Regions from separate parts of the Mus musculus genome. Here all the other regions are linked to region 1. The links are chromatin contacts, called in public HiChIP or PLAC-seq and promoter capture Hi-C maps. All regions are on one chromosome and are shown on one strand. Each heading gives the region's core, a stretch centred on a gene start, on an enhancer-like site or on the middle of the called end of the contact. The rest is flanking DNA. Distances are from core to core; before and after follow the strand shown. Region 1 holds the start of Tma16 (translation machinery associated 16). Region 2 holds the start of Zfp930 (zinc finger protein 930). Region 3 holds the start of Ints10 (integrator complex subunit 10). Region 4 holds the start of Csgalnact1 (chondroitin sulfate N-acetylgalactosaminyltransferase 1).

What was found. Promoter capture Hi-C pulls out the DNA fragments that hold promoters and counts their contacts. HiChIP or PLAC-seq counts read pairs in DNA pulled down with a chosen protein or histone mark.
Region 2: a promoter capture Hi-C map of pre-B cells shows a contact between it and region 1, with 4 times the contacts expected there. The contact joins the promoter of Zfp930 here to the promoter of Tma16 in region 1. A contact is called at or near these places in 2 of 39 promoter capture datasets (hippocampal neurons and pre-B cells).
Region 3: a promoter capture Hi-C map of the HPC-7 cell line shows a contact between it and region 1. The contact joins the promoter of Ints10 here to the promoter of Tma16 in region 1. A contact is called at or near these places in 7 of 39 promoter capture datasets (the HPC-7 cell line, cranial neural crest, frontonasal cranial neural crest and 4 more).
Region 4: a contact with region 1 is called in an H3K27ac HiChIP or PLAC-seq map of double positive thymocytes, with 7 times the contacts expected there. The contact joins the promoter of Csgalnact1 here to the promoter of Tma16 in region 1. A contact is called at or near these places in 1 of 39 promoter capture datasets (embryonic stem cells) and 1 of 115 datasets of contacts at active chromatin or transcription factors (double positive thymocytes).

The regions. Positions count from the first base shown.
Region 1 is chr8:66,483,387-66,488,850 of GRCm38.p6, reverse strand. Tma16 (translation machinery associated 16) reads left to right here and starts at 2,321. Exons shown (of 7, transcript NM_025465.3): 1 at 2,321-2,439; 2 at 4,681-4,793. The coding sequence starts at 2,437.
Region 2 is chr8:69,206,258-69,211,721 of GRCm38.p6, reverse strand. Zfp930 (zinc finger protein 930) reads right to left here and starts at 2,676. Exons shown (of 4, transcript NM_001013379.2): 1 at 2,563-2,676. The coding sequence starts at 2,565. Gm39188 (a long non-coding RNA gene) reads left to right here and starts at 2,725. Exons shown (of 2, transcript XR_870488.3): 1 at 2,725-2,863; 2 at 5,023-5,346.
Region 3 is chr8:68,791,436-68,796,899 of GRCm38.p6, reverse strand. It overlaps Ints10 (integrator complex subunit 10), which reads right to left and starts at 2,971. Exons shown (of 17, transcript NM_027590.4): 1 at 2,752-2,971; 2 at 2,222-2,289; 3 at 80-183. The coding sequence starts at 2,880.
Region 4 is chr8:68,732,633-68,738,096 of GRCm38.p6, reverse strand. It overlaps Csgalnact1 (chondroitin sulfate N-acetylgalactosaminyltransferase 1), which reads left to right and starts at 2,951. Exons shown (of 10, transcript NM_172753.5): 1 at 2,951-3,071.

The DNA of each region.
Region 1 (5,464 bases), core at 1,072-3,571:
TGGAGGAAGAACAGCCTAGCCCCTGGGCTGGAAATTTCAGGGTAGAGAGTGAGGTGTGTCAGCCATACCCTGAAATGGTAGGGACTGAGGAATTCTGGGAGAACGCTGAAGGCCAGGTCTGCTTTGTTATGTTAAATAGTCACCTTGGCTGCAAATCCTCAGTTTAAAATCCAGCGATCTTATTTCTGTCTTTTAGTTTATTTGTATAGCGTATTATATTCATCAATTTGCCTAATTGGTTAGGTGTATGATAATGTATTTTTGAAAATACTATATATTTTGAATACATTTAAATTATGTAATGTATTTTAATTGTGTTTGGTTTGCAATTATTTTGTTCACAATTTTTTTGCAGCTTTGTTCATCAGGAAAATTAGTCTGTAACTGCTATGTCTTTATCTGAGCTTATTCAAGATAATACTGCTTTCATAGAATAAACTAGGTACTCCTTCATTTTCTACTTTGAGAAATGATTTAAGAAGTGTTAGTATCAGGACTTTCTTAAAATTTTGGGCAGGACAGTGGTGGTGCACGCCTTTAATCCCAGCACTTGAGAGGCAGAGGTAGGAGGATCTCTGAGTTCAAGGCCAGCCTGGTCTACAAAGTGAGTTCCAGGACAGCCAGGGCTACACAGAGAAACCCTGTCTCAGAAAAAAAAAAAAAAAAAAAAAAAAAGTTTGGTAGAATTCAGCCATGAGTCCATCTGATTCTAGACATTTCTTTGGATGAGACTTTTAATTATTGCTTTTAATCTTATTACATATAATGAACACATTTACTGTATTATATTTTCAGGGATCTTGGTGTGTCATACATGTTTAGAAATACATCAAATACTTTGATGTTTATCAGCATTTTGAAATAAAATTTTCCAAGTATTCTATAGATTATCTGAATTTCACTGGAGTCTGTTGTTACAATTCCTGCTTTCACCTTTACTTTTATTAATTTGGGATTTCTTTTGCTAGTTTGGCTAGGGGTTTAATCAGTCTTGTTATTGATGTGTTTATAAAAAGATAAAGGGGGGATATATTCTGTGGAGGTGTAGTCAGGCATGGGGAAGGGGATGCCTCCGTGGGCCCACAGCCCTTCCCCCTGAGGGACCACGCCAGGTAACTGGGGGGGCAGAACCTACCTGGCTGTTGCCAGATAACTGTGTTGTGGAGCTTAGACAAAATACTAACAGTTGTCCTTTAACAAAAACGATTGCTTTAGCTATTCCTATGTATTGAGGGTTTTTTTGGTCTCTATTTCATTAGGTCCCGCTTTAATAGTGATCGATTGATGAATTTATTTATTTATCCAGTGATTGGGTTTGGGAGTGACTTCTTATTTCTAGAACCTTAAGATGAATTATTACTTCACTTGGAAACTCTCATTTTGCTTTATTGTAAATACTCACTTTCCTGTTAGGATGCTTTAGCTAGCTCGTAGAGTGCCTATGATTTTCATTTGTTTCTAAGAATTTTCTCCTTGATTTCTTCAGTGACCCACTGTACATTTAAAATTGTACCATTACGTGTCCAAGTATTTGTTTTAAGTCCTGTAGTTTCTCTTGCTGTTGGATTCTAGTTTTATTTCAGAGTTGTCTGATAGGGTCCAAGGAATCCATTCATTGTCATCCTCTTCCTCGCCCCCCCTTTCTCCCATATCCCTCTCCTAACACTCCCCCATACATCTCCTCTTCTCCCATCCCTTCTCCTCCTGATCCTTCATCTCCTCCCCTTTTTTGTGTATGTTAAATCCACTTAGTCTATGGTAATAATTTATATTATAATAGTATTTGAAATACTAACTTCTTTATGTCCCACTACAGATAGAAATTATACAAAAAAGAAAGTAGGGAAACTGTCAAAGTACCTTCAATGCGTAGCATGTACTAGGCATTTGATTAATAATTACTACGTAAGACTTTCTATCAAATTTTACCATGCTGTTCAAAAACGGAATAACAAGGCCGGAGAGACAGGCTTTAGATATAGAAAGAAAATGGTAGAGAAAATCAAAGGAAAAGTGAAGGCTGAATTTACACCATTCTGGGAGATGGGCACCTCTAGGTGAGGTAATGCTATCTCCTAACAAGTTGCTCGCCCATGGAGAGCTGCCTTCTGGCCGATACTCAAGGCCGGCCTTTCAGTCAGAAACAGAAGACAGACAGACTTCTGTTCTCTGAGCTCGACTCTCTCTCTCTCTCTACTCTCCCCGCCTTTGTGTGGCTCCCGGGCTGTAAAACAAGGCGGGCGGAAAAACATTACGTCTCAGTTTCTAGGGACGCTTTAGAGAAAGCACCAGCTCCTCCCCTTCCTGTCCGCCCCTATTTGTTTCCCCCGGGGCCCACGTGTGTTAGGGAAGAAGCGGACTTGAGAGCGGCTGCGCTGCCCTCTGTGAAATTGTCGCATCGGGACATCGCCCGGCCTCGGTGGCCAAGACATCGCCATGGTGAGCGGCCCCTTAGGTTCTCCGGGAGGCTCTGGTCGGGCGGCCGGGGAGTACAAGCTCGGACCCGGGAGAAGCCGGGACTCGGAGTGGCTGCGTGGGGCGGTGGTGGGCCCCCGGTGCTGCCCCAGGATCGGAGTGCTCCAGCGCGTTCTCAACTCGCTCTGGGTGGCGTTGTCCACGTCTCCCGGTTTCTCATTTTCCTGAGGGCCTTAACTAATACCGCTTTGTGGATCCACCCACCTCTGCCCTGGGGCAAGTGCAGGTCTCCCCTGCCCAGGGTCACAGCCACCCACGAGGTGCATCGGCCCGCAGCCCTTCTGTTCTGACTTTAGTCCTGCCTCTACAACTCCCATTCCTACCGGGCAACAATGCTGTTTTGTTTGCATTTTAAGACAGTAGTTAAGAGTGTTATAAACGGTTTATGTATAGCGATATAAAGAGCTCATTCACAGTATCCGAATTTATGTTTTTTTTTTTTTTCTTTCGAGACAGGGTTTCTCTGTATAGCCCTGGCTGTCCTGGAACTCACTTTGTAGACCAGGCTGGCCTCAAAGTCAGAAATCCGCCTGCCTCTGCCTCCCAAGTGCTGGGAATAAAGGGGTGCGCCACCACCGCCTGGCCGAATTTATGTTTATAACTGATTTTATGTACGTGTGGATATCGGAGAACAATTTGTGAGAATCTGTTTTCGCCATGTGTATGTTTGATGTTTAATCTCGTTTCTCATTTGCCCCACTATCCTCCATGTGTGTGTTCTTACGGCTTTAAGATTATTATTTTTTTATTCATAGCCAACCTCAGATGGGTTTCAGACTTAGACGTGCCTTCTCTCATCAGATTAATGAAAAAATGACCAATGTCTAAGAGAATTGTGTGAATGAGGAATTGATGAACATTTTAATTATTTGGAGAGTTTTTTTGAGATTATTTCGAGCTTTGTCTTAGCAAAGGAAAAGGGAAGGAAAGAATTACAGACAGAGATAACAAGTGTAGTCTCAAGTTGCAGTGTGGTTTATTCTGGAATAGTGATCTTCAGTAAGAATGGGGAGAAGGAGCTGTGTGAAGGAAATGCTGGAGAAGAAAGTTGGAAGAGATGGCTTTCTGTGCTAAAGCTTAGAACCAAGCTGATCTCTTTCAATAGGGAAAGAAACTCTATACTGGATTAACACTGTAGACAGATTTTTTCGACTTCTTTGTAAAGGGGTCTAACAATAGAGCAACCTAGGCCTGATTGTATGGGTTGAATAAAGGTAACTGACAGGTTTGAAAAAGCTTCAAGAGCTATTTGGCCTTTAGAGGAGTGACTATTGAAGAGGAATATTAGGGACCACCTGTTCCCTAATAGTCTTTTTTTTTCTCAGAGATTAAAAATTATATATATTCATCTATTTTATGTAACAGTAGGTTTTGGTCAGTAGAACTTGGGCAAAGGGTGTAGGACAACTTTCCTGAGGTTTCTTTTCCACTCAGGGCTAGAGTGGAGGGCAGGTTTTAAGCCCTTGCAGACTGTCTGGGAGATTATGGGCTAACGGGGTAGGGGGCGCCTGCCTCCTTAAGTGAACCAGAAGAGACTAAAACTATTTAGGTTAAGCCATTTTTATTTTTGGTTTCTCTTATAGAAAGTCAATTCTGACTCTTTAAATAATATAGATGGGCCAAAATACAGGATTGCATAGCAAAAAACAAAACAAAAACAAAAAACCAAAAAGAAACCCCTTAAATATAATGCCTTTGAGGAATGGATTCTGAAAGCTTTAACTGGTAAGGCTCGGGTGGGGAAGTGGTTTGTTTGCTTCTAGGTGTGCTGATTTTGAAGTGGCCTTTATAGTTTATGGGGTGTTGGTTGGAACCAGCTGAGTTTGGTCAACTTGGACTTTGCATGTGCCTTTGCCCCACTCTCTTTTCATGGGCCACAGTGAAATACCTGTTACACTTCTGCTCTCTGTAACATTAGAGACATCCTTAACTGTAGCCAGCATTCCCAGCCACGAGTCTTCTCCCTCTGTTGTCAGAACTACTTTAAGCTGGCATGGCTGAGTCACTGAGCGGTGTTGACTCTATTGGTTTCTGTTGGTCTACTGCCTTTGGAGATTGTGGAATAGATCATTTCTGTTATGATCATGGGGAAACAAAAGACCATTGGAGTTAGTAAAATGTTTGGCCTGTGGCCTGATTCCTATTGTGACATCTCTGTAACTATAGTTGCTTAACATAACTGACAATATGTATCCTGTCTTTTAGCCTAAAGGACTAAAAGGAAAAATGGTAGGACGAGAAAAAAAAGTCATCCATCCGTACAGTAGAAAAGCAGCTCAGATTACAAGAGAGTCTCACAAACAAGACAAGAAGGAAAGGTGAGTGTCAGTCTCGCTAGTGTCCTGCACTGGGGAAAGCGCCTTTATGCATCTACTTATCAGGTGTATGTTCCTCGTTTCCATTCCCTCTTTTGCTTTAATAAATATTTTTCCATTAGTTCTTGTACCACAGTATAAAATGCCAAAGAGAGAGCTTGCAGAGCTGAGCAAAAAACATAAGTAGCAGTTAGTGCTTGACTCCTGCCTAAGGTGTGGAGCAACTTGAATCAGCCTCTGCTGTGTAAACTGAGACTGAGTCAAGAGATGGAAAGCCAGCAGATCAAGGTTTAACTTTTTTTTCTTTTCAACACGAAACATAGAACAGCAGTCATTCAGACAACGAAACAAAAACAGACACGAATTGACACGTGGACAGATTGGTGCCCCAAACACAGACAATACAAAGAGGGTAGAGAACTTGATGTAACCAGAACTAAGGATGTCTCCTGTAGGGGCCACAGAGAAAGCAGGTTGTCTCCTGATTTTCCCTCTGTCCCTGAGAGAGCTCCGAAATCTATTTTCCTTCTCTCTTGATCTCTCTCTCTCTCTCATGTCATTTGTATATCTAGCCCTACCCCCCCCCCCTTTTTTTTACTTTACTATTTTTTTATTTTATTTTGTTAAGTCCTACTCCTCCTGCCTGATGCAGTTCTTGACTGTGGACATATGCC
Region 2 (5,464 bases), core at 1,427-3,926, 2.7 Mb before region 1:
GACAGATTTAGGGTGGTGGGACAAGAGTACTGGGGAGGGCACGCTTGCCTCAGAAGATAAATGATGCCCAGCAACTGACAAGGCAAGTTGAAATTGAGCAGTGTGTGTGCCTGGGTTTTTCATCCGAAGAGCCAATATTCTCTGGGTGGGGGCTGGTAGCACACAGGTTCCCAGAGTTAAGGTGGGGTAGCAAACTCAACACTAAGCAATTCTGTGATGAAGAAGTGGATATTGTCTTAGTAAAGTCCCAGAACTTCTCTGAGTTCCAATTTTCTCATATACAGAATGAGACATTAAATGATCTAGGGCCCTCTCAAAGCTCTAATATATTTTAACTTTTTTTTTCTATTCTATTTCACAAATCACAGGCTGTGTAGACACAAAGACCACTAGCAAGTGTCGGGAACTGCTTTAATTTTCTTTTTAAAAGCAAATAAAGTTATGGATCTGAGGGAGGGGCAGGGAGAATTAATAATTGACCTTGCTCCTGTACACAATATTAGCTGCTGGGGTCTGTAACCTGACACACTCAGCTACAGGCAGTGAGGGCCTATATCTCAAACCTCTGAGCTGGCTTAACTATTTCAACCAGGATTGCACATATCTGCATAGGAGAGTTCCTTAGCTGGAAATTCGATATCAACTGGCTCAAGGTAACCTCCCCAAATTGTACACCCACCAATCTGATCTGTCTTCGTTCACATGGCATGAATCAATACATGTCGAAAAATTACAAAACCACCCTCCTACTTCAATCAGGACCTTCTTCATAATGGGACTACTGGAGCTGACTGCCTTAAACTTCAGTCTGTGATCTAGCTATTGCCTTCCCCATTTCCCCCTGCACTGTATACAATAAACTGTTGCTCCTATTTTGGTCTGAAAGTAGAGACCATGCTCCACACACAAATCCTTTTACTACTGCTTAAATGATTCTTGTGGTCTAAGTGACTCAAATTGGTCATTTTAAAACTCTATGATGGTATAACCCCTTAATTTAAGAATTTTAGAATTTTAATTTTAGTCAAGTGGACAGCAAGATATATACCCTGTGGACATATAGACTTGTCTGTATCTAGGGTCAAGGCTACCTGAAACAATGTAACAGACAGAGCCTCAGAAACATTTTTCTGCAGGAGGTACAGGTGTTCTAGAATTAATGTGTCTGCCCAGAGAGAAATAACTTGATGAACGTAAGGTATTAATGAAGAAAAATTCTTGAAGAATAGCATGCATACAGCACTGGCTGGTGCTCAAAGAGGAGCCAGCCTAGGACACATTTTCCATCCTACATATGCTGCGTCAGGCCCCAGGTTACACGCTGAACAATTCACATAGAGACAGGAGAGTCCAATTTTAAGTTGCTAAGTGGTTACTTAGGCAGAAGAGAGGCTTACACAACAAAGTATTCCCAGGACTATTTCTTAAGTACACCAGTATCCTGGAACAGTAGACCATTCTTCAGTGTCAGGGTCCCTAGGTGAATATGCCAGACTGAGAAAGATTATAAAAGTATAAAGGAGAAAAGATAAAAGCTGGGGTGGGAAATCATAGAGAGCACACTAAGAAGTTAGAAGAGGACTGAGCTGGGTGTTAAGCTGAGGAGCAGCTAGCTCAGGTCAGCTCTCCAGCTCAGGTCAGCGCTGTGTGTAGCAGATAATGTAGTAATGATGTGACGGCTCCTTATAACTAATAAACGCAGAGGCCCACAGCAGGCAGGCCGAGATCTTGATGCTGCTACAGTGAAGACCATACTGCTGTCTGGCTTGCTAACAAAAGGACAACTGGCTGCATCTATATAAGAGGATCCATAGAAAGCAGCCACTGCCTAAGAAGAAAACAGGACTTTTATGGCACACCAGGCCTTAATGTTGGTTACATGACCCTACCTGCTCCTTTGAGCAGCTTCTTGGTCTCCTGCCACTTCTTAAGGGCATCGGTCTAGCGGCTGTTTAAGATCAGGGTTGTCTCCTTCCTTATGGTTGGAGCCAAATGTCTAGACAATCCTGGTGAACAAACATGCGTATCTAGCACTTCATCTCTTACAGACCTCATTAATACACTATATCTTTGGGTGTTTCAGAGGCAGCCCACCTTTAGCTAAACTCTACTCTGTGTGACTTATTCTCTCCGAAGCATTGGTAAATCCTTTGCATTATCATCTCAGCAAAATAGTGGAGTGCTACCAACACATAAGATTCCATGCACAATACCCACAAAATTAACTCCAAATGTGAAATCCGAAGAACAGAAATTCTAGAGATGCTAGCTAAACTAAAACGGCAACCTGCCGTCCTCTGATGCACAAGAAGCACGGTGATGTTGGCTACAAAGATGTTTCTACGCACACACCATGTCCCCAAAGCTCTACACAGACGCTGCCCACAGGGTGAAGTTCTTCAGAGGTCACCACTTTGGTACAGGGAACTACAGAGACCGCATGGGACTTCATACAACTCCACATCTGGCCCACTAGCTTCCATCCAGTCCAAGGGTAGCCTACCAAAAGGGATGCCGAGGCTCAGCAGCCCACTTCTCCCAAGACTGCGGTCCCTTGCTCACCATAGCGTGGCTTCCAAGCTCGCGTGCACCCCTCACAGATCCTGTTACACGCAAAGAACCGCTTGCATTTTCCCAGCTTCGGAACGGAGCCTGGAGCCTGGCGCCCGGAAGAGCCCGCCTCCCCGATGACGCTCCGACTGCAGGTTCTCATTGGCTGATGAGGCCTGAGTGACAAGAGTCCCTCCTTTGGCGTTGGAGTTTAAGGAACAGCACAGAACAGTATTTCCTGTTGCAGATATTTGCATTTCAGGAGTCCTTGCTCTTGACCTGAGGTAGCTTCACTTCTATCTTTCCTTGCGTGGTAGGCACTTTCCCCTTTTCCTCCTTGACACAAGGTAGCTAGTTTAAATAGCACATTACAAAATGTGGAGTGGAGTGTTTCTCCTGTCCCACAAGTGGAAGGGTGCCCACGATATTAATAATTAAGGAGATTTTAGAAAACAAATGTTTGTTCTGTGGGTTCACGGTGAGGTCAGGTGAGCTACAGCTACGTTCTACCTGGCTGGCAAAGGTACACTGGACAATCCTGAGAGAAAACCTGGAACCACATCACAAACACAATGAAATGTGTTTCTCCCACAAGAAGGCTGGATGGTGGATCCATCCCTATAGGAGTTTTCTTCCTGAAATTCAGGTCTATCTCTTGACAAATTAACACTAATGATAAGTGTAGTCTCCACGGTAACTTGAATAATTAGAAAGAAATGGTTCGAGGAAGAATGTTGTTTATGAACACTATTCCTAACATTTTTCTGAGTTAAGGTGAGAAAACGCAGCTGTATTAGTCAAGGTTCTCTAGATGAACAGAAATGATAAAAATGAGCGTCTCTTTCCCTCTCTGTATGTAGAAAGGGGATTTATTAAAACGGCTCGCAGGCTGTGGTCCAGCTAGACCAACAAGTGCTGTCTAGCAACTAAAATTGGAAGAATCCAGTAGTTCAGTCCATGAGGCTGCGTGTCTAAGCTGGGCTTCACTGTATACCACATTTTCAAAGAAGGAGGCTCTAAAGGAATGAACTTGCTAACCAAAGATAGGGCAGAGAGAGAGAGAGAGAGAAAGAGAGAGAGAGAGAGCTTCTTTCTTCTCTATTTATGTGGACTGTCACCAGAAGGTGTGGCCCAGATTAAAGGTGGATCTTATCGCCTCAAAAGACCCAGAAGCGTCTTCCCACTTCATAAGTTTTAATTAAGAAAAATCTCTCACAGGTATATGCAACTTTTTGGGTCTTAGTTAATTTGTAGTCAGTTTGTCTACCAAGAATAGCCATCATAACAGACAAGACAGAAAAACTTGGAAATATTTCTTACCAGCAGAAAGCAGGGAAATCATTTAACAAAAATAAAAGACAGGAAGCATGGGGGTTTTCTTTAGAGAGCCTGGACACATTCGCGTAGAGTTCTGCCTGATTTGGTGGTGTTCTTAGCTCAGCGTTGGACAGGAACATATACAATTTATTTTAAAAGACAGAAGGAAATGTCTCTGGCACGTTCATCTTGTACCTCAAGGTCATAATTGAAACTCATATGTTAATTGAACCCAGGGAGAATAAGACCACTACCACGATTTTGAGACAACTTGAACCACCTAAGAGCTGGCCATCAACTGGATCCTAAGTGCTGTAAGGAAACCAGACCTGAATCCACTTCTAGTGCCTCTTTTAAGTAGTAAAATCACAAGCTTCTGCCAAACAGGTTTACAGAAAACAGACAATGAGACAATAAGAAAATACAGGAATAAACAACCAAAGGAACAAAAATGTGGTCACCATAGAGGGTCAGGTATGTTCAGGATGTTCTCAGAAATATGAAGAGGCCAGGGGTCAAGCAGATCAGGCTCCAAGAAAAAGACTTAAATAGAGCAAATCAGTAAATGGGGTATTTTGAGCAATACAGCATAATGGCTCCTGCCTTCAAACTGAAGTCAGGTAGGTTCCTCACAAGTAAATGACACTGTGAATGTAGCTTACTTAGGAGCCAATACTACCTGTTAATTATGGCCAATACTACCTATTAATTATGATGTATGCTCTTAAAGGCAGATATATCAATGCAACAATTCTCGCAAACATACAGGAAAAGTCACCTATTTGCACAGTAGACGTACTTAGATGAACAGCTATGCTGAGCTATTCTATGCTCAGAAGAGCATTCTATGCTTTTGCCTCTGAGCAGGCTGGCTCAGAGGAAGGCCACAGCTGCTTCCATGCAGGACCAGAAAGAGTTCATTTTAACTAACCCTAGCTGCTGTCTGTCTTAGGACTGTGACAACACCAAAGAGTATGTTGAGTATTTTTCTTCATAAATGAATGGGGAGAGATTTTAGACATTAATTGGTATCCACATCACTGAAATAGCACGTCAAGGCACTGGAGAGATGGCTCAACAGTTTAGAGAGGTGGCTGCTCTTCTAGAGGATCCAGGTTTAATCCTTCTTTTTCTACCCTTTATTTTATATTTTAGTTACCTGGGTATCTGCCTAGTTGTGTCTGTACGCAGTACCGGCAGCATCCAGAAGAGGGCAGAAGATACCAACCATTGGAGTCACAGCACATTGTTAGCTACCATGTGTTACGGAAATGGAACCTGGGTCCTCTGGACAGCACTCAGTGCTCTTATCTGCTGAGCCAACTCTCCAGCCCCTCTTCTTTGAATTTAAGGTTTACTTTTGTACTTGTTCATTGAAATATATTGCATCTCATACACCCTTCCTTGTCCTCCCTCCTTCCCTTCCCAAATTCTTCCTTGTCATGCATGAGTAAGTACACTCTTAATATATGACTACAACCTGCTGAGTCTGTTGTTGTTGTTGTTGTTTGTTTGTTTGTTGTTTATTGTGTGTATATAGTTTCAGGAATGATTACATTGCATTAAGTGGCCAACTAGGGAGCGTATTCCTGCCTCA
Region 3 (5,464 bases), core at 1,722-4,221, 2.3 Mb before region 1:
ACAGGTGTGACTGAGATGCCTGTGGCAGACGCACTATTCCAGAAGTGGCCATTTATAATTAGACCGGAACTGTACTCACTCCGTAAGAACTGGGTCTGCTTATCTTGTGAGTCGTTCCTCAATGCTGACGTGATGATGCTGATTTCTCTCCATACCACCGGCTGGTCCGGGAAATTCACAAACCTGTTTTTAAAATGAATGCATTAAAGTAAGATGTGAAACTCAAACAAGGAAGAACAATAGCATTTAGAGAAACCCATTTTTCTTTAGGTGAATGATTACATATGTCTGAACAAAGGATAGAAATACACAAAAATAATCTATCAGTTTGAAAAATTTGAGAGTACTCATAAAAATCTTTAGACATTGTTGTGAATGAGGGGCTGGAGATGTAGCTCAGTTAGACTGATTGCTTATCATGCACAAAGCCCTGGGTTCCAATCCTGTATTCTACAGCACAGGTGTGGCGGTGAATGCCAGTAGTCACAGTGTTTGAGACATAAAGGCATGAGATCAGAGGTTCAAGGTCATCCTCAGATACTTTTTTTTTGGGGGGGGGGGAGCGGCTCTTTTCTTTCTTTCTTTCTTTCTTTCTTTCTTTCTTTCTTTCTTTCTTTCTTTCTTTCTTTCTTTCTTTCTTTCTTTCTTTCTTTTCTCGAGACAGGGTTTCTCTGTGTAGCCCTGGCTATCCTGGAACTCACTCTGTAGACCAGGCTGGCCTCGAACTCAGAAATCCACCTCCCTCTGCCTCCCAAGTGCTGGGATTAAAGGTGTGCGCCACCACTTCCTGGCCTCAGATACTTTAATAAATCTGAACCCACAGCAATCTAGAGGACACAAAAGACGTGGTCTCAGAAAGAGAAAACAAAAGCAAGCCAAGAGCCTTCATGCATTCACCCGTTTACACTGTGACCAGTCAGCTCCAGCTCCTGTTGCTATGCCTTCCCCACCAGGATGGACTGTATCCTTAAAACCTGAGTCAGGACACACCCTTCCTTTCTGAGCTGCTTTCTATCAGTCACAGCAACAGAAAAAAATAACACTCTATTAAAAACAACAAGAAAAACAAGAACAAAACTCACAAAGGTAAACCACAGGCCAGAAATAACCAAAGAGAACAGTCGCAGCGACACTCGTATGAGGGGCACCAGCAGTATAGTAGCCGGGCGGTGGTGGCGCACGCCTTTAATCCCAGCACTCGGGAGGCAGAGGCAGGCGGATTTCTGAGTTCGAGGCCAGCCTGGTCTACAGAGTGAGTTCCAGGACAGCCAGGGCTATACAGAGAAACCCTGTCTCGGGGGAAAAAAAGAAACAATGATATAGTAAGATATCATTTTCCCCATGATACAGGTGGGGTGTGGCGGCATAGCCTCTGTCCCAGCTAAGAAAAGAGGAACAAGTGGGTCTGAGTTCAACACTACCCTGCCCAATAAAGTGAGGTTCCTCTGTCTCATGAGGAAGAAAAGGAAAAACAGGGGTGGTGGTGGTGGAGGAGATGAACATATACAGGTTGGCAAAAATGTGGAAAACTGCCAATTCATATATATACACATATAAATATATATGTATATATATATATATATATATATATATATATATATATATATACATACATATATATAATTTGTGGAAACAGATATTTAGGCTATCCTTTTTAAAGAGTAATTTGATAGATGATGAATTGTACATATCCCTTAGCTACAAAACATCAAAATATGGGTGCAGAATTACTCACTGACATTCCAAACATAAATAAATTGGAAATTAACCATGCACCCAGAAAATGATACATGGCCATTAAGAACATCAGTTGTCTCTATAGACTAGACCCAGAGGGTCCACAACAGCGGGTTATGAAAGTACACTTCAGGGTAGAATGGCCTCGCTTTTATCAGCTACCCAGTGTATGTATGTATACATATGGAGACACACAAAACTTAGCTCTGGGTTAGAAGGGATTTCACATTTCATTCTATCAATTGCTGTCTGAATGTTTGTAATGAGCCTATGATAAATCACTGGCTACAAATTTGGGGATTAAAATACAAGAATTAAAAAGTCGTCTCTGTAGAACGCCTGTTGGCAATTAAGGCCTGAATTCTGGGTACCAGGGAAGAGGATGATCTTGCAGAGCCCCGACTGCTACTATCAATTGTTCATATCTGAAGAGGACCCCTTCAGATATCAACAATAGCTCCCAGAACGATCCCAGTTAACTCACATGTCATACAGCAACCTCCCTGCGGTGGCAGTCCTCTCGGCATTCCGTTCGATGGTGTACATTTCATACTGAAACAAGGCAGACAGGGTCAACGGCTTCCACGGTGGTAGCTGGTCCAGCTCCAGCCCACCTGCAGCACTGCTCAGAGGTGGGCCTTCACCCAGAACACCCACGAAGGGAAATGAGAGCCTGGTGGCCCAGAATTCACCCCATCTGCAGGGCTTCTAGGATCAAGTGGAGTAGAAACGTCCCCAAAGAAGCAGCAACTGAACAGATGGCTGCTACCATGATCAATGAATGAATGCCCTGGGCCCTAGTGGCAAAGATGCACTGTACAGGATCAACCAGACCCGGATTTACTGTATGGTTTCCGCCTTTGCAGGTGCTGGGGAAAAGGTTGGTCAACTGTCCTGTGGAGCAGGGTAGGAGCAACGTGGGGAGGGGGACAGCGGCCGCGCAAAGCGCCCAGGGCCACTGGGCTCGGCCAAACGCTCTCTTCCGCGCGTGCGGACGCGCCGGGTCTGACTCACCTGGATGTTGAAGTCGGCCGGGTAGAGGCTGCGGGCCGTGATCAGCCATGCCTTGGCTGCCCACAGGTCCTGGGGCACTAGTTCCCGGGCTCGCTGCACCAGAAACTCACAGTCGCCCTGGGCCGACATGGTCCCGGGTTTTTGCCCTTCCAGTAGGCGACACTAGGGCGCCGCCAACCCCCAGGTGGCCACTGCGCATGCCCAGAGACCAGCCAACCACAGGCCGCAGAGGTTCTGTAGAGTCCTATGGAAACTACGGAGACCTGGATTTTCATTACTCGGATTGCCATCCGTCGATGGTAGCGCGCCGCTGACCGCCTGGGAGTAAGCGTCAGAGTCGGCAACCCTGTGCTCCAGGTTCTTGCGTTCTCCTTTGATTCCAGCCCGGGTTTGAAGGTCCGCGACACGCTCAGACACGGAGCGGCGGTCCTTCGGTGTAAATAAACCTGGTGCCCAGGGTTAAGGTGTAGTTTCGAAGTGTCGCGGAGGGCTGGGCCTGGACTGTGCAAGACGACCCCACCCTCGCATGCGGAAAGACCCTGGATCGCCTGTTGCTTTTGAGCTTTGCCAACATCTTTGCCCCTGCCCCAGGCATTATTTCGCCTGAATCTTATTCTTTTTCTCCTATACGGAAAAATTAGCATTTAGAAGATGCTCGGCTGGATGTCCGAACCACCTGCTCTGCAAGAGTTAAAAAAAAAAACAAAAACAAAAACAAAAAAAAACAAAAAAACAAAAAAAAAACAAAAAAACTTTGATCATTTGAACAATGGAAAATAGCTGCAGTATAAATCGGTACCGAAATCCTGGCTTTGGTTTTGCATTTGAACAACCACAATAACAAAACAGTCCCCCTGTTCTGTTGACAAGGCAATATTCATTTATTGAATTGGAAGTGTCCGGAAAGTGAATTGCTAGCTTTGGTTTTCCGTCTAAGTGCATGTATATATATATATTTCTTATAGGTGTTTGTATATAGTTCCTATCAACTGTAGCCATCATTTGCCACTTAAAACCAGGACATCGAAGAATTCAGAGCTGGTTTTCTTTTCTTTTTTCCTTTGAGACATTCGGTCATGGCCCAAGCTGACCTTAAACTTGGCAAGTATACGAGGATGATCTTAAACTCCTGATTCCTGACTTCCATCTCCAAAGTGCTGGAATTAAGGACATGTGCCTGTTCTGATTAATTTTTTTTTCTTTAACAAAGAAATTAGGAATTTACTTATTTAAGTAAAAAATACAGATATTAAAAATAAATATGAATATAAACATTACAATAGTGAATTGCAGTTCTTGGATGAAGCTTTGTTTATGTCAAAGATTATTTGTGAAGAGAAGGGACATAGGCTACGAAACAAAACTATTTGGGGCAATAAACATCTACATCATCTCTGATATCTGACCTAACTGTCTTCTTCCAGATAAGCTTTTTAGGAGGGATCTTTAAGCCTGGAAGACTTGAAGCTCCAGTAACCTTCAAGTTAAGAATGAAATAATACCTGGTCTTTATGGAAGAGGTTTCCCAACCTTTCTCTAGCCCAGCTACCCGATGTCTATGCTGGCAAATGCATTGATCTGTTGCTCTCTTTTGTTCTGTGATCCTAGAAGCTCAGGTGGCTTCCCTACCGTGAACATATCATCCAAGGCAAGGTGAGACCTGGCCAAACCATCTCATTCATATTAAGCTTTGAATGAACTTTCTTTTAAGTTCCTTTATTGTTTTATATCGATCTTATTTATAGAAATGTAAAAATACAGGCTTGCTAATGAATAATTTATAAACAAGTAGTAAAAATTTGTGGTGAATTAGTGTGCTGATTCAAAAAGTGCAGAGACAGAGGGGTGTCGTTTTAGGTAAAACACCAAAAAATGTCAAACTCAAGTTTGGTTATCCTGAATTTTTAAAGGAAGTCTGAAAATTTAGCTGGCCATAGTGGCTCAAACCTTTTATACCAGTACTTGGAACAGAGGCAGGTGGACCTCTGTCACTTCAAGGCCACCCTGGTTTATTTAGGCAGTGTCAGGCTAACCAAGGCAAAGAACAGAAAGAGAAACCAAAGAGGCTGGAAAGATGGCTCAGCCACCCTGGTTTATGTAGGCAGTGTCAGACTAAACAAGGCAAAGAACAAAAAAGAGAAACCAAAGGGGCTGGAAAGATGGCTCAACAGTTAAGAGCACTGACTGCTCTTCTGAAGGTCCTGAGTTCAAATCCCAGCAACCACATGGTGGCTCACAACCATCCGTAATGAGATCTGTGCCCTCTCCTGGTGTGTCTAAAGACAACTATAGTATACTTACATAGAATAATAAATAAATCTGAGAGAGAGAGAGACCAAAGAGGGAATAGGAGTTCTGAAAATTCACAGGTGGTTTGAATGAGAATGGTCCCCACAGGCTCATTGGTTTGAATCCTTGGTCACCAGGGAATGGAACTATTTGAAAAAAATTAGGGGGTGTGGTCCTCTTGAAGGAGGTGTGTCATTGGCTGGAGTCTCACTCTTCCTGCTGCCTGCAGATCAGGATGTAGAACTTTCAGCTACTTCTTGAGCAGCTTATCTACATGCTGCCATACTCCTTGCCATGATGGCAGTGGACTAAACCTCTGAAACTGTAAGCCAGCCCTAATTAAAATGTTTCCTTTATAAGAGTTGGCCTTGGCATTGGTGTCTCTTCACAGCAATAGAACACTAAGACAGAAGTTGGTGCCAGG
Region 4 (5,464 bases), core at 1,702-4,201, 2.2 Mb before region 1:
AAGTAGTTCTGTACTCAGCATTTAACAGCTCTGCAGTATCTATTTAAGCAGGTGATTAGCACACCAAAGCCAGGTGTGAGCTTTAGGCTCACATGCTTACACTTGGGCTGAGGAAGGAGGATTGTCACAAGTTTGAGGCCACTCTGGGCTATGTAGTGAGGTTCAAGCCAGTCTGGACACAGACAGACAGACAGACAGACAGACAGACACACTCTCTCTCTCTCTTTCTCTCTCTCTCTCTCACACACACACAGGTCTAATACGCACACCTGCCTTTTATAAACACAAAAGCTTTCTACTTTAAGTCACACTGCTGTTGTCCATTCACTTCTTTCGAAACCTGTTTATGTGTCTCCTTACTGTTCCCACATTGGCAGTATGACAATAACATATCTTTAGTATGTCCTTGAAAATTCAAACAGCATAATTTAATTTCTAAATCATGCTTATGAAATATATTTTAACTCTATAACATTTCAGGTACAAGCTAAAATCCAAGTAGTAAATTTTTCCTTTTTGGTAGTAAATCTTAGAAACTGGTTTTAGCGAGGCTAGGTTTATGTCTATAATCCTAGTTCCCAGGAGGCCACACAAAATGTCTTCTCTTTTTGTTCCTTTTTAATTTTTTCATCCAACGCTGACCTTTACATTCATTACAGTGAATGTCTGTAATCATAGCACTCAGGAGCCCAAGGCAGGAGGATCATAGGTTGAAAGTGGTTCTTGGCTACCATGAGTTTGACATCATCCTGGACTCATGAGACTGAGTCTCTAAATAATAAAACAGAAACTACATCTAGGCTTAGTGTTCTGCCCAGCCTTTCTGGTCCTTGGCTCTAGGGCATGCATGGAAATCCATCTTTCTGCTAGTTTCACTGTTCAGTTTTGTCGGGGGCTGCCTCTCCTGATGATGGAGATAAAATGTCCACATGACAGAACTCTGTAAGAGAACTTCCTGAGCAGATAATCCACTGTAAATTTCTCTCTTGTTCACCCAGGAAAAGGTATCTTCTCTTAATGATGCTGTTACTTAGTTTAATTGCGTTATCACTTTCTCAATTCAATTATTTTTCATATACTATTGAAGCTATTAAAAACAGAAGGACACCGGTCCCGGAAAACTGGCTTTCAATTGGCATGCAGTGACACACTGGCATATGCGTTGGTATCTCCTGCAATACCCCAGAGCCAATATCCAAGTGGGAGACGTTCGAAAGTGGTGACCTGATGCACCTCCACATGCTAAACACCCATAAAGGAACCACAGTCGACCCTTAAGTGGTCCCCTTCTTTATTCTATTTAGAGTAATAGAGATTATTGTATCTATAAATGTGGGAAGCCACATGTGCCGTTGCAGAGTGGCGCTGGCTACTGCTGGCCACCATGCATAAGTTTGGACAAACAACCAATGTGTACATATGCAGTAAAGTTTTTTGCCAAGATACTGCCTGGCCCGGGCATGATAATGAGGTTTTGAGAGTATAGCCAATCAGATGTGAGACATGCAAATGAGGTATGATAATGAGACTCTGTGAGGTACTAAGAGAGAGTAACCAATCAGATGAGGAACATGCAAATGAGGTATAGTGCATAACCAATCTGGGTGTGAGACACGCCTCTCCTAGGCCTATATAAGCAGCACAAGTTCTGGGCTTGGGGTCTCTTTGCTTCTGCAATCAAGCTCTCCCAATAAACGTGTGCAGAAGGATCCTGTTGCAGCGTCATTCTTGCTGGTTGAGTCGGGCGCACGCAAGATATAAAGTATGTTCTCTATCTTTCACATAGCCTGCAGGGCATGTCTGTGCTGGGGCCATGGCATACTCAGAATTTCTAGCCCATTTTTCCAAACTAAAACCTATGTATAACTTTATTACATGATTCTGGAGACACCATTGAGTAAAGAGATGAGAGCTACTTCAGTAGGTGAAAGCAATCAGAACTAGAAGAACCTATCAGTAGATGAAGACAGGAATGCTTTAGTGGCAGTTAGGACAAAAGCTCTGAAGAAGTTGCCCGACTACCTACTAAGTGTGAAATCAAAAAACCCTGACTTCCACCTAGTGACGTCCATCTGCAAATGGAAATTGCCATATGATTGCCTTTTGAGGATGCTAGGAGCTAATCTGTGAGAAATAACTGATGTCCACATATGTACGTGCATATCTATGCAGTGTTAACTCTTTGTTATCTTCCTATCATGCAGTACTTTGATGCAGCTAGAAAAATTACACTGTATGTTTTGTGATTTGGCAAACACGGATTCTTCTATTTTTCCACGAATCTCAGCTGAGTTGATGTAGGGATGTGGCCGCTAGAGGTCCTTACAGACATCGCTTAGCCACAGTTGGGGCTGAAGGGTTAAAGGGGTTTCTGATCTTTTGTAAATAAAAGCTTCTTACTGAAGGCCTTATTACTACAACTCAGGGCACCCAAAACAGTGACTATCTTATTAATTCTCTCAAGTAGAGTGTAAGAAGTTTTGGAGGCAAGCCATTAGGACAGTCCTAGCAGCGCAAATGCCTCGGGGATGAGTTGGGGAGTGGGGACGAACTTGTAGGATAGATGCCCCCTCTCTGTTGGGGCGCAACTTCCAACAGTGCCCTAGTCTCTATCGCCAACTTCTCTGATGTTGGTGATCAATCACACTTGAAGTCTCTACGGTACAGGAGACCCTGCTCTCCACTCATGCTCCCTGCAGTGACAGTCTCTCAACCAGGGCACCCTGCTCTGCTCGGACCTGGAGCGGGGACGCACTGCAGACTGGCCCTGGAGGAATTAGATGACTGCAGCCATACACGACCCCAGCCCTGAGGCCCACGCTACCCCCACCTCTCAGCTCTCGGCTCCTCGGGCTCCCACTCGGAGGCCGGCGCTGTGCTTGGCCGCTGTTCAGCCCGCGCTCCCCGCTTTCCCCCTCCCCCTACTGCTCCGGGTCCCTGGAGGCTCAGCGGCTGTTGGAACTGGAGGTGGAGCCGAGCCCAGGGCCGCCTCGCAGGAGGGAAAGTTCAGCGGCAGCAGGGGAGCAGCGTAGCCGAGGGATCCGGCTCCGCTGTCTGCAGTGTTGCCTGGGGTAAGTCGGGGTCCCTACCCTGAGGGCTGGACGGGTGTGGCCCGCTATGTGCGGGCGTGTCGCTGCCGTTTTCCAGTCCGCGCCACTGCCCCCGACCTCGACCTCAGGGTGGCTCTCTGTCAGCCGGGAGGACGCCTGCACCGCTGGCTTCCAGAGACCACTGCTGTCCTAGGGCTGAGGACTCCGGAATCACTGCCCTCTGTAGCCCTTGCGAGGCGCGTGGAGGGATCGGTGTCTCTAGGTGGACGCGCGAGGGTCCCGTGCCGCACCCCACGGCCAGCTCAGCTTCTTCAGCGGTAATTGAGCCCCCAGCTGTTGGCTTACTCTCCAGAAACCCCACTTCAAAGTAGCCTTGGCATATGTGCGGGTGCCTCTAGTTTGCTGTTTTTGGATTGTATTTGCTGTGATGAAGAGGGTGGCCCGTGGGCAGCACGCTCCCCTGCATTGTGCCGCCGCGATGGTGACTCTCTGGATCCCAAGGGTCTTCACATCTGCATGTGACTGCATGCAGTTGTATGTGCCAGGGGCGGGGAGAAGCTCTTCCAGGGAATGGTCTAGGGGTGCAGTGGGGCATTCCGAGGGCTGGAGGAAAAGGAAAGCTGTGCTGGGCGAAGGCAAAGTTGTTTGTTTCCGCCACACTTCCTGCACCTGTACCCCTGTCGTCAGTGATTCTGAAGTTATGGAGGAAAAGACGTTAACACTATTGTACATATCCTCAGTGGACGCTAAAAATGAAGTAGTAATGAATGATCGGATGGCTGTATTTTGCAAAATCCATTTTTTATTCAGATTGCAACGACTTGGCACAGTTTTGACTTAAATGTCATTAAAGACAACTAACTACGATTCTATATTTATAAAGAATTTAAATATCTAGTAAACCCTAGCAATTCCACGGGGTTTATTGGATTGTGTTGACACTTTTTGTTCAAGAGAGCTCCAATTATTATGGTCCTTGAGCATTAATAAACTATGGGTTCTGCTGCGTGGAGAGAAGTCTAACAAACTTGGAAACAGAAGTGTAAGGCAGAGAGTAACTGGTTCTCTAGGCATAAAAGGTCACCTGAACACACAGAAGAGGGATTGCTGTAACAGAGGGATTATGTGTTGAGCTTCCAGAAAATATGAGATGGGCAATTCCCATTGTAGGAACCTAATACATATATGATCACTCCTCTGCATTGAATCAACTACCTAATGGATGTGTCCAATGTGCTTCACTAGGGTGAGCTCAGGAAGTGAGCTTCGTAGGGTGAAGAACAGCTATTAAAACAGCCTAAGACAAAATCATGAACGTACTTAAAGCACTGAGGTTTTCTTGTGTGATTAGTGTCTGAATAATTAGCACGGTGTAATTGTCAAGCTTGAACTTTGCAGATTGGGACACACCTGCTGTCACTCCAAATTACGAGATATTACTTTAATTTCTCTCCATCTTCTTGTCTCAGATCTCCTATATCTAGTTGCAAGCCATATTAGCGAGCTTCAAAGAAAAAAAATATCCATTGTTTAGATTCACCCATTTACATCATTGTGAGATTGTGTTTGCTGTTTCGGAGAACTGGCATCCAAGAGGTTCATCCTACTTTTTAGCTGCATGACCCAGGGCCAGTCACATATTAAATGGTTTCAAGATTCTTCATTTGATAACAATACTTGACAGAGTGAAATAACATTCTTTTCTAAGCACCCAGAGATACAGTAGACCCCTCCCAAATGCTATCCTTTGCCTCTCTTAAATACTTTTAGATATGCTTTGACACTTAAAGCATTAACAATAATAATTCCTTCTTTTATGTGATCTTTTGCTTGTTGATTCATGCTCCATCTATGCATCCATCCATGAGGTCATTACCACTGAAGACCATCGGATTTCCTGTATAATATTCCCTGCTTGGATGTTGGCTCTCTCGAGAATGGTAGTAGGCAGTGCTTCATGGGTTTCTTTGGGTTGAGAATCCATCATCAGGATTAGGGATGATGAAGTGGACTTCCCAGTCTCCCTGTTTCCCAGCTCTGTGCTAAATAAGATGATGCCACACCCAAAGAAGAAACAGTAAGCTGTGAGTGGCTGTTGCCTTTCTTGCTTACCCTGTGCCATTCAATGGCAAGCAGCAAGGACTTCCTACACCTTTACTGATTTGAAGCTTACAGTGCAATGAAGTTATTCTTCAGCTCACATCCTTCTTCGTGTACTCCTGATGAAGGGACCTTGGGACTGTAAATTATAGCCCTACCATATATTAAGGCTAACAGAGGTACTAAAGAGGCTGAGCTCAGGTAGACTTTATTACCTATTGATTTGGGCCTCATGATAAAGTGGTCTTATAAAACTTGTAATAGCTGAGGTCTCAGAGTAGTGGCTCTGCCACTAGGGGCCTCCTTGGTACACT